3 separate regions of the Mus musculus genome follow, and all the other regions are linked to region 3. A link is a contact called in public Hi-C and targeted proximity ligation data. All regions are on one chromosome and are shown on one strand. The core of a region is the stretch at or near the end of the contact, and the rest is flanking DNA. Distances in the headings are between cores, read along the strand shown. Region 1 holds the start of Snx32 (sorting nexin 32). Region 2 has its middle 12 kb from the start of Ap5b1. Region 3 holds the start of Frmd8 (FERM domain containing 8).

Region 1 (3,300 bases), core at 536-3,035, 360 kb after region 3:
CCATCCCTTCTACACTTTCAGAAGGAATTTCCTGACTCAGATTTTCCATCTCACCTTCACCACCAGTAACACTGACCACTCTTTCAATAGTCTCTTCCGAGGCACTTCCTGTTCTCGAGTGCTCTTTCAGTTGCACCTCAGCCGACTCCAACTCCTCAATATTTGACTCCAGTAGATCTTCAGTGGATCTTGAATTTTTATCACCAGTTCTCAGCTTCTCTCCACTGGATCTAAATTTCTCTCTACTCAACTTTGCCTTCTCTCTGATGGACCCCCGCCTCTCTCCACTGTCTGACACCTTCTCTCTGATGGACCCCCGCCTCTCTCCACTGTCTGACACCTTCTCTCTGATGGACCCCCGCCTCTCTCTAGTGTCTGAAATCTTCTCTCTGATGGATCCTCGCCTCTCTCCACTGTCTGACATCTTCTCTCTGATGGATCCTCGCCTCTCTCCACTGTCTGACATCTTCTCTCTGATGGATCCCCGCCTCTCTCCACTGTCTGATACCTTCTCTCTGATGGACCCCCGCCTCTGTCTACTCTCTGTCGCCTTCTCTCTAATGGATCCCCGCTTCTCTTCACTGTCCGTCTTCTCTCTGATAGACCCCCGCCTCTCTCTACTGTCCATTTTCTCTACAACAGACCCCCGCCTCTCTCTACTGTCCATTTTCTCTACAACAGACCCCCGCCTCTCTCTACTGTCCATTTTCTCTACAACAGACCCCCGCCTCTCCCTACTGTCCATTTTTTCAGCAGAAGACCTCCGCTTCTCTCCCCTGCCTACCACCTTGTCTCCAATGGGTACCCGTTTTTTCAAGTTCTCTCCACTAGACTCCAGTTCCTCATTCGGCCTCAGCTGATCCCCTCTGGACCTCAAGTCCCCTCCAGTGGTCCTCAACCTGTCCCTAGATTTCAAGTTTTCCCCACGCTCTGCAGTCATCTCTGCACTCGTAGTTACACCAGCTTTGAGTCTATCCTCCAACTCTCTCCAAATCTCTGGGCTGTCATACTCCAAACTTGCTCGAGCCTGCACCGCCCTTCTTACACTGCTCAGGAGCTTCGCGACCACTGCCTCCTGTTGCAGGCCCGATTTCTCTCTTGAGAACTTCTTCCCGGTGCCCTCCAGCTTCCAGTCCTCAGATTCCAACTTTGGGTTAGACTTTTGCACGTTTCTGTCCAAGAGTTCCACTCTCTTCCCAATCACGATGAGTCCATTCCAGGGTACCCACACCTTCTCTTTCTCTCTCACTTGCGCCTTCTTGCAGTGTGACTTCGGTGGCGATTTCCTTTGGTCCCCCCGAAGAATATGGGCGCGGGGTATCCGGGCCTTATTGCGTCCCCGCGGCTCCTTAAGCTGCTTACTCCGTACTTTCTGGCCCGGGTGTGAAAACTGGAACGGAAGCGCTTTCTCCACAGACATTGCAGCCTGCCCTCGTCCCTAGACCCCCTGACCCACTCGAGTTCCCCATTCCTCCCTACCCAAACCTCCCTCCCAACCCTCGCCCCCCCTCCGGACTCCCCGCCCCGCCCACCGCCTGGTGGCGCCAAGCTGCCCTAGTGCGCATGTGCGCCTCTGCTCGTGCCCGTTAGAAGAAGGCGGGTCCCGGAACGGCCGGATTCGTAGGGGTCCACCTGCGGGACTGACACGTGACCTCTACCCTCAGGCCCTGGCCTATCCTGGTCCGGCTTTCTGGTGCCGCTTAAATGCCCACGTAAGATTGATAGGCCTCAAAGCCAATAGAGGCTCATGTGGTAAAACTGCTGTCTAATCAGAAGGAGCAGCTGTGGGCAATGGGACCCACCCAGGGAGGCCGCAGCTAGTGTCAATGTCAGCTGATAGCATCCCTACAAGGTTCCCTCACCCAAGCTCTTGGAACGCGCAGGCCGTGGCTTGTCGTAGGATTCCTGTATATCCCAGCTAAGGAGCACCATGGAGGAGCAACATCAGGAAGCTGGAAATGAGAGTAAGGTAAAGGAAGGAAATAAAACGTCTTCCTACTCCACCTCACTTCATCATACCATACCAAGCAGGGAGAGAGATCTGAGCACGGGAATGCGGCGCTTCTAAGGCCCCTGCATAGGGCCAGGTTGAGGATGCAAAGATAATCAGGATTTTTGTCCCAGCCTGCATAGATGGAATCCCGCCTCTGCCCCCTCCCCCAAATCAACTCAGTACTGTCGTGATGGGGGAGAACAAGGCAGTCTGCAAGCGACTGAGAAGGGTGAGAGAGTCCTGTTGAGTTTACAGGCTCACCTGTGTATTCGTGCCTATATATTTGTAAGACCATCCATCCATTCTTCGTTTATTCCTCTCAGCCTCAGTCAGCAGTTATTGGGGAGCTTCATTGTTTTGGATTGCATCAACTCTCACTTGAGGTAGGAGTGTAGTGAGCTGGGACAGAGATAGGGGATGGAGCTGCTGTGCTGTGTTCTGAAAGTCACATCTCTGTCAAGCAGAGTGGGTGAGAGTAGAGATAGACATCAAGAAGAAAACCAAGGACAAGGGGTCCTGCTGCAGCAAAGAGCTAGTCTGCCTGTGTTTGAAGGGGGGGAGTGAGGGCAGAAAGCCTGCCTTGGTAGTGTCACACAATCCAAGAAGTGGCATTTGGGATTCAAATGGAATTTGGAGGGCTGGCCATGGCTTTCTGTTTATACATGTTCATATAGAAATGTATATAAATAGCCAGGCATGGTGAGACACACCTTTAATCCTGGAATTTCAGCGGTAGAAGCAGAGGCAGAAACAGGAAGACCTTTATGAGTTCAAGGCCAGCTTGGTCTACATAGAGTGTTATAGGCAAGCCAGGGCTATATAGTGAGATCCTGTCTCAATAGTAAAAGGATGTATATATGTACATATGCCGTGTGTGTGTGTGTGTGTGTGTGTGTGTGTGTGTATGCTTAGAACATGTTTATAAAGTGATTAGAAGCCAGATATAATCCCAGCACTTATGAGGGTGGGGCAGGAGGATAACCACGAGTTTAAGGCCTGCTGGAACTACAGTGTGAGAGTTTGTCATAAATACATAAATTTATTTTTTAAAAGATTTATTTATTTTATGTTTATAAGTATACTGTAGCTGTACTTGTGGTTGTGAGGCATCATGTGGTTTCTGGGAATTGAACTCAGGACTTCTGCTCACTCTGGCCCCGCTTGCTCCGGCCTCACTCGCTCTGATCCAAAGATTTATTTATTATTATATGTAAGTGCACTGTAGCTGTCTTCAGACACACCTGAAGAGGGCATCAGTTCTCATTATGGATGGTTGTGAGCCACCATGGCGTTGCTGGGATTTGAAC
Region 2 (3,218 bases), core at 629-3,128, 300 kb after region 3:
AAATAAAAATTTAAAAAACTCATTCTTCAGAATAAGAATTTTCAGGAAAAAGAGACATCTCGATATATGAACTGGGGTGGAAGACACCAGTACACAGACAGTGGGGTGGGAGACACCAGTACACAGACAGTGGCAATTTGTAATCTTCTAGTTCATAAAGTACCTGGTCTAATGAGTTTACTTGTGAGCTTAACAAAAACATTTAGGGTACAAAGTACCCCAGTTCTCTCAAGTCTCTTCCAGAAGTTAGAAGCAAGGGGACCACTTCTCTACTCAATGTGTCACCTGCATCACCTCACTCCAAACCAAACGAGGACATTATTTTTAAAAAGCAATCCACAGAACCGTATCTGCCACGAGCATAGACGTAGAGCTCCATGGTGACATTTGCCAGTGTTAGAGATCGGTTAGAACGTGGCAGTAAAGTGACAGCAGGGCAAGCAGAAGACACGAGATTGGAGCCGCATGGATCACAAACGCCTGTTGGTAAGCGCCGCACTTGAGGATAAGGTCAGAGAATCATGGATTCTAGGACAGACTTTATCTCATAAAAACCAGCACCATGCACACAATGAGTGAACAAACGGAGTCTAACGTGCATACACACAAGAATTATATGACATGATGAAATGTGATTTATTCTAGGTTTGGTAAACTGGCTTAACATGTAAGCGACTGTATGCTGGGCAGCGGTGGCAGAGGCAGAGATCAAGGCTAGCCTGGGCTACAAAGTGAGTTCCAGGACAGCTAGGACTTCACAGAGAAACCCTGTCTCCATAACCAAATCAACCAAAATATATTTTTAGCCGGGAGTGGTGGCGCATGCCTTTAATCCCAGCACTTGGGAGGCAGAGACAGGCAGATTTCTGAGTTCAAGGCCAGCTTGGTCTACAAAGTGAGTTCCAGGACAGCCAGGGCTATATAGAAAAACCCTGTCTCGGAAAAAAAAAAATTTTTTTTTTAAATGTGAGTGTTGGAGAGATGGCCTGGTGGTTAAAGGCACACACTGCTACCTTAGGAGGATTGGAGCTCAGATTCCAACACCTATGCATCACGGGCCACAGCCACCTGGAACTCTAGCTCCACCTCCATGCTTCAGGAAGAGAAGTGCCAAGAATGTGAGGTAACTGATCATGCCTACATGGTGAGGTGTCCTTGTGTAGAGCCTTTGAGGGGCCGCTTGGCAGGAATCTGACATTGGCCCAGGACAAGGAAAGGGGCTTCAGGCAGGAATCTGACATTAGGCCATGACGAAGAAGTAAAATCAGGCCGGGCATGGTGGCACACGTCTTTAATCCCAGCACTTGGGAGGCAGAGGCAGGCAGATTTCTGAGTTCGAGGTCTACAGAGTGAGTTCCAGGACAGCCAGGGCTACACAGAGAAACCCTGTCTCAAAAAACAAAACAAAACAAAACAGGGCTACACAGAGAAACCCTGTCTCAAAAACAAAACAAAACAAAAACAAAAACAAAAGAGGTAAGATCAGGCAGGAATCTGATTTTAGGGTGGAACAAAGAAGTAGGCTTCAGGCATGTATGTGACTCTGGGCTAGGACCGGGAAGCAGGTTTAGATATCTTGACCATCATGATAAGCCCTTAGAAACAGTGGCCATGGGAGTTCTTGGCACTTTGTTTATTGTCTTGCTTATTCCTCATTGTACTGCTCACCCTTAATACTTGCATGTAATTAAAATGGTATACAAGTGGATTGGGAAAAAATAAACCTGCCTTCAGCCTGAGAATTGACTGAGGCCATGCTGCAGTTTTGTCTGAGCCCTTCTTCCAGCCTTCAGTGGGCTGAATCAGACCTTGTTTTGCCATAGCCACTCTAGTCTACTTAGGGTGGAGTCTTCCGACCTAGAGGAAGTCTATTGTCTGCCACCTCTGGAGCTTCCTGCAAGAAGCGCTACCTGCTGAGCAGCTGAGCTTGTTTTACTGATGAGATCCTGGCAAAGTGGGGGATTGGTTTCCTCCTTTAAATTCAGACTTAAGAACTAAACATTGGGGCCTGGCAGTGGTGGTGCACGCCTTTAATCCCAGCACTTGGGAGGCAGAGACAGGCGGATTTCTGAGTTTGAGGCCAGTCTGGTCTACAGAGTGAGTTCCAGGACAGCCAGGACTGTACAGAGAAACCCTGTCTCAAGAAAAGAAAAGAAAAAAGAATTAAACATTGGGCCTTGATCAGAAACTTTGTCTTGGTCTCATTCCTTTCTCATCTGTCCTTCCCATCCATCCCCAGCTCTCCTTCCAGGAACCCACTTCTCTGTGGCTACAGGTGGCACCTGAACGTGGGGACTGGACATGGAGAGCTCATCCGAGGGACAGAAGAAGATGGTACCCTGAACGGTAAGCACAACATACAGCGTTGATGCTAGTGCTAGCCTTAGCTTTCATCTTTTTGAAACTGTTGGTGTAGGTGCAAAGGGATGCGGGCTAAGATGGCGCAGCGTTGACCCAACGCTGATCCCACTTAGAGGTTGACAGTGGAAATGAGACTGGAAAATCCTAAACAGGCATTTGTCCGCAGCCTTCAAGAACTGCTTCAGGCAAGAGAGGGGTAGGGTTTGAAGACCAATTGTTAGAAAACTTTTCAGATCAGATAGATTCTTGCTGCCCATGGTTTCAAGAAGAAAGAACTTTAGATAAGAAAACCTGGGAGGAAAACTGGAGAGGCTCTGAGAACCACTCAGGCAGATAATATCACCCTCTGCCTCTGGGCACCCATGAAAGATGCTACTTATGAAGAAACCTTGCAGGCGTCAGATTGTGCCCAGGGAAAGCTTGAAAATTTTTCAGGAAGCACACCTGCCAGAGAGGGCTTTCTCAGAAAAGGGCCCTCTCCACCCTAAGCTAGAAAGGCATAGAGATCCTAAAGATGAGCTAACATCAGAGGAGGAAGCTCATTCAGAAAAGGGAGCTGCCAAAAATTATGACAGGGATTGGCCTCCTTGCAAGCTTTCTGCTCTGCCTATGGCCTCTATTGCAGGAGATGCTGCCCAGATGAACATGCAACTAAGTAAATTAGAGTTTGAAACTGAGCTGCAGAAATTGACTAATGAACTACAGGAGCTAAAAAAAGGTGTCAAGTACAGGGAAGAGCAGTGATTCTGAGATACACCAATCGCTGCTAGAAAGAGCTGTGAGTCAGGCTCTCGGGAAAGGACAGGACACAACTAACATGCTAGCTTTCCCTATAGTTGAGATAATTGACCAGCAGA
Region 3 (3,148 bases), core at 353-2,852:
GTGTAGCTCAGGAGTAGAGTGCTCAGTTTACATGTACAAGGCCTGGGTTGAACACACACAGACACACACAGAGACGGAGAGAGAGAGAGAGAGAGAGAGAGAGAGAGAGAGAGATTTTTTTTAAGTATCCAACACATAAATGGTAGCTACTAATCCTCTTGGTTCCATTTACAGAGCCCATAAGATGGCAAGTGACAGAGAGAAAAGGGCTTGGCCCATGTGCAGCACATGGTGGATAAGAAGGAACTGAAGATTCCTCCTCTCCGCCTATAGTGGTTTATGTCTTCTATAGCAATGCTGAGGCCTTCTGTAATATTTGTTCTTTTGTTGTTTTGTTTTTGTCTTGGTAGTTTTTGTTTGTTTGTTTGTTTGTTTGTTTGTTTTAGAGATAGAGCCTCACATATCCGAGGCTAACTTTGGACTAGCTGTGTGACCAAGTTTGGCCTTGACTCGTGCTGATCCTCCTGTCTCCAGCATCCAAGTGGTAGGATTATTTGCTTCCATGGTTGGCCTGCCTACTACAGTTTTGCTTGTCCCCACCCTCCTGCCCCCCATACAGGGTCTCACTGTATAGCTCTGTGTGCTCTGGAAATCAGAGATCTGCCTGTCTCTGCCTCTCTCTGCTAGGATTAAAGGCTTGTGTGCCATTAAGTTTGTCCCTAAATGAACTAAATTGAAAACTCTACAAAACAAAAACAAATACTGAAGGCAGGAGCTTTCATCTGCTTTCCAGCAAAGAAACCAAGTGGCAAGGAGAACTCACGTCCCTGCACCAGATCCCAAGTGACTGCTGGCACCAGGAACAATTTCTGGCTCAAGTGGCATGTATATGGACTTGTTTTTCTCCATACATTCCAGGCCTTAGGCACACACGTGATGGTTTGTCAGAACAATTTGGTGATAAGATTTTGGGAAGCACAATGCCTGGCACTTCGGGATCTTGGAGGCTATGTCTCTAAGACAGCCAGGCTTATGTGACTGCACCCTGGAAGCACAGCAAGTCCCATGTTTCCAACCTACATTCGTAATGAGAGTGAAAGGGATTGTTGGGAGTCATTCAGTCCAATCTCATGCTACAGGTGAAAAACAGATCTAGCTGGGAAGGGACTTGTCCAGGGCCCCGATTCCTACCCAAGGCCAAGAGCCAGTACCCCTTCAGGCCTTCAGAACAGGCCTGAGAGGACTGCGGCACCATCCACCCACAAGGTGGGTCATTTTAGAGAGGGGCCCAGTCAAGTCACACGGAGCGGTAGCTGCACAGCTCTTGCCCTCATCCTTGGTTCTAATGAATCTTCCCCACATCCTATTACAGACCAAGGGTCTTATGCATGAAGCAACACTACTCATGTAGTTGGCTGTGCGGGGAGTGAGGGCGACGGGAGAGGGACAATACAGGACTCGGGGGCGTGGCTAGACCGGGTCTTTGAGACTTGCGTGATCTAAGTAAGCTGGGAACCAGGGTGGGTAGGAAGGACCAAAGATCGAAATGCGGGAGTACGCGTGCGCCGAGGCTTCTGGCTCCGATTGGCTCCTTCAGTCGGAGAGGCGGGGCCTCGGGTTTGTGCTTCCTCCCGCGGCAGCTTCTGCGGCGTAACGCCTGCGAATCGACCCTGGGCAGGACCGGAGACCCCGCCGGCCGGTGTGGTGGTGGGTCCAGAACTGGAGGCCTGAGTCGGGTGGCATTCTGGAGTGAGGCAGTGGGCTCTGCGACCCTGCAAGGTGAGAGCGTAGCCACACCCTGCCCGTGTCCCCGCCCTGGACAGGGGCGCGTCCCGACTTGTTTGGCCATTTCTTGAGAAACTTGAGACCCCTGCACCTGACGGTCACTTCCCTGACTCAGCCCACCCGATCTGCACTCGGCTGAGGGTCACTCTCTACTTTCACCCTACACATTTGATCCCTGAACATAGGTTAAGAATTGTAGACCGAGACCCCTTTGCTTCTTGGTTGAGAGCTTGAGGAGACCATCTCCTTAAGACCCCCCCCCCATTAATTGTCTAGAGTTCTTTTTGCAGATGGAGGGGGCAGAAGGCAACGCGGGGCAGCCCGGCCCTGCGGAGCGGTCCCACCGAAGTAGCGTCTCTTCAGTGGGTGCCCGAGGTAGGTCTCTACTTTCTTCTTTCATCTCTTTTGAACTCTTTGGTTCCAGCCTGGGGACGTGACTCCAGTTTGTCTTTTTCAGTAAGTTAATCATGTAGTAAATAATAAGATTTGTTTAGATGTGGCGGACTCAGAAATCAAAGGACTTAGCTGAGATCTGTCTCTAGCTTAGTGACTGAGCCACACTCCTGAACTTTCTCTTGTTTTCAAATGAAGACACATGATTGGAAAAGGGCACCACTTCCTTTGTCCCATTTCTTTTTTTGCAGACAGCTCTTTGAAAGCAGGGATTCTCCACCTCTTCATTTTATTGGGAGGAAATTAGGACCTAGAGAGGTTGTTAGGTCTCAGACTACTGGAGCAGACCAAGGTTGATCATGAACTTGACCCTTCAGGGCTGGTTTTTCTGCCTGTAAAGTGGATCTGAGCCAGTCTCCTGGTCTCTCCAAGTAGCTGTTGGAGCAGAAAAGACCAGAATCTCAAAAGCTCCTTCATTATGATGTCCACTCTCACCAGCCGTACTGGATTGGCGGTGACCTTTTGAAGAAGCGCTATTAACTGTTTTTACAGATTTACAGCTGGATCACAGAGTCAGAAAAGGATGCAGGCTGAGAACGAGGCCTCCACACTCCATGCTCCTTTACTGCGCCTGTAGTTCAGGGATGGGGAATTTGAGTCTGGCCAACCTGCCAAGCATCTTTGGCTCTGGCTTCAAATGGGAATCCAGCTTGTTATAAGGGAACACTGGCTGTTTGAGTTGTTTATTCTTTCCTGGACTGCTTAAAGCTATCTGCAGAAGCCACAGCATTGATTCTTAAAGTTTTGAAGAGTCCCAGTGAAGCCGAGACCTGGAACCTGCTGTAACCCAAGGTGGCCTTAGAAATCCTCATTGTCCTCCTAGTCAGACCCAGTCAGAGTCAGGTCACTAGTTGGCCTTGTTCCCAGCCTGATAGGGAACTGTCACCTCAGGATGGGTTACCCCGTGTTGTTTCTCCACCTGAGAAATATTGGAAACAACAATATTTTGGTGCTGCAGAGGAAGGGGGGT

The links. Hi-C and Micro-C count contacts between places; a contact is called where the count stands out from the background.
Region 1: a Hi-C map of B cells shows a contact between it and region 3, with 7 read pairs. A contact is called at or near these places in 2 of 39 promoter capture datasets (the SN4741 cell line and embryonic stem cells), 47 of 484 Hi-C or Micro-C datasets (B cells, the Ba/F3 cell line, CD4 T cells and 18 more), 11 of 130 datasets of targeted methods (bone marrow-derived dendritic cells, embryonic hindbrain, embryonic stem cells and 4 more) and 4 of 9 other capture datasets (adipose tissue, embryonic stem cells, liver and 1 more).
Region 2: a targeted proximity ligation map of embryonic stem cells shows a contact between it and region 3, with 5 read pairs. A contact is called at or near these places in 2 of 39 promoter capture datasets (the SN4741 cell line and pre-B cells), 2 of 484 Hi-C or Micro-C datasets (the G1E-ER4 cell line and embryonic stem cells), 9 of 130 datasets of targeted methods (T-cell acute lymphoblastic leukemia, bone marrow-derived dendritic cells, bone marrow-derived macrophages and 5 more) and 4 of 9 other capture datasets (adipose tissue, embryonic stem cells, liver and 1 more).

Annotation. Positions count from the first base shown.
Region 1 is chr19:5,509,002-5,512,301 of GRCm38.p6, reverse strand. It overlaps Snx32 (sorting nexin 32), which reads left to right and starts at 1,785. Exons shown (of 13, transcript NM_001024560.3): 1 at 1,785-1,969. The coding sequence starts at 1,931. It also overlaps the pseudogene Gm31166.
Region 2 is chr19:5,578,846-5,582,063 of GRCm38.p6, reverse strand. No RefSeq gene overlaps it. Among named protein-coding and RNA genes, the nearest start is that of Ap5b1, 12 kb to the right of the region's middle.
Region 3 is chr19:5,873,662-5,876,809 of GRCm38.p6, reverse strand. Frmd8 (FERM domain containing 8) reads left to right here and starts at 1,602. Exons shown (of 11, transcript NM_026169.4): 1 at 1,602-1,719; 2 at 2,016-2,100. The coding sequence starts at 2,016.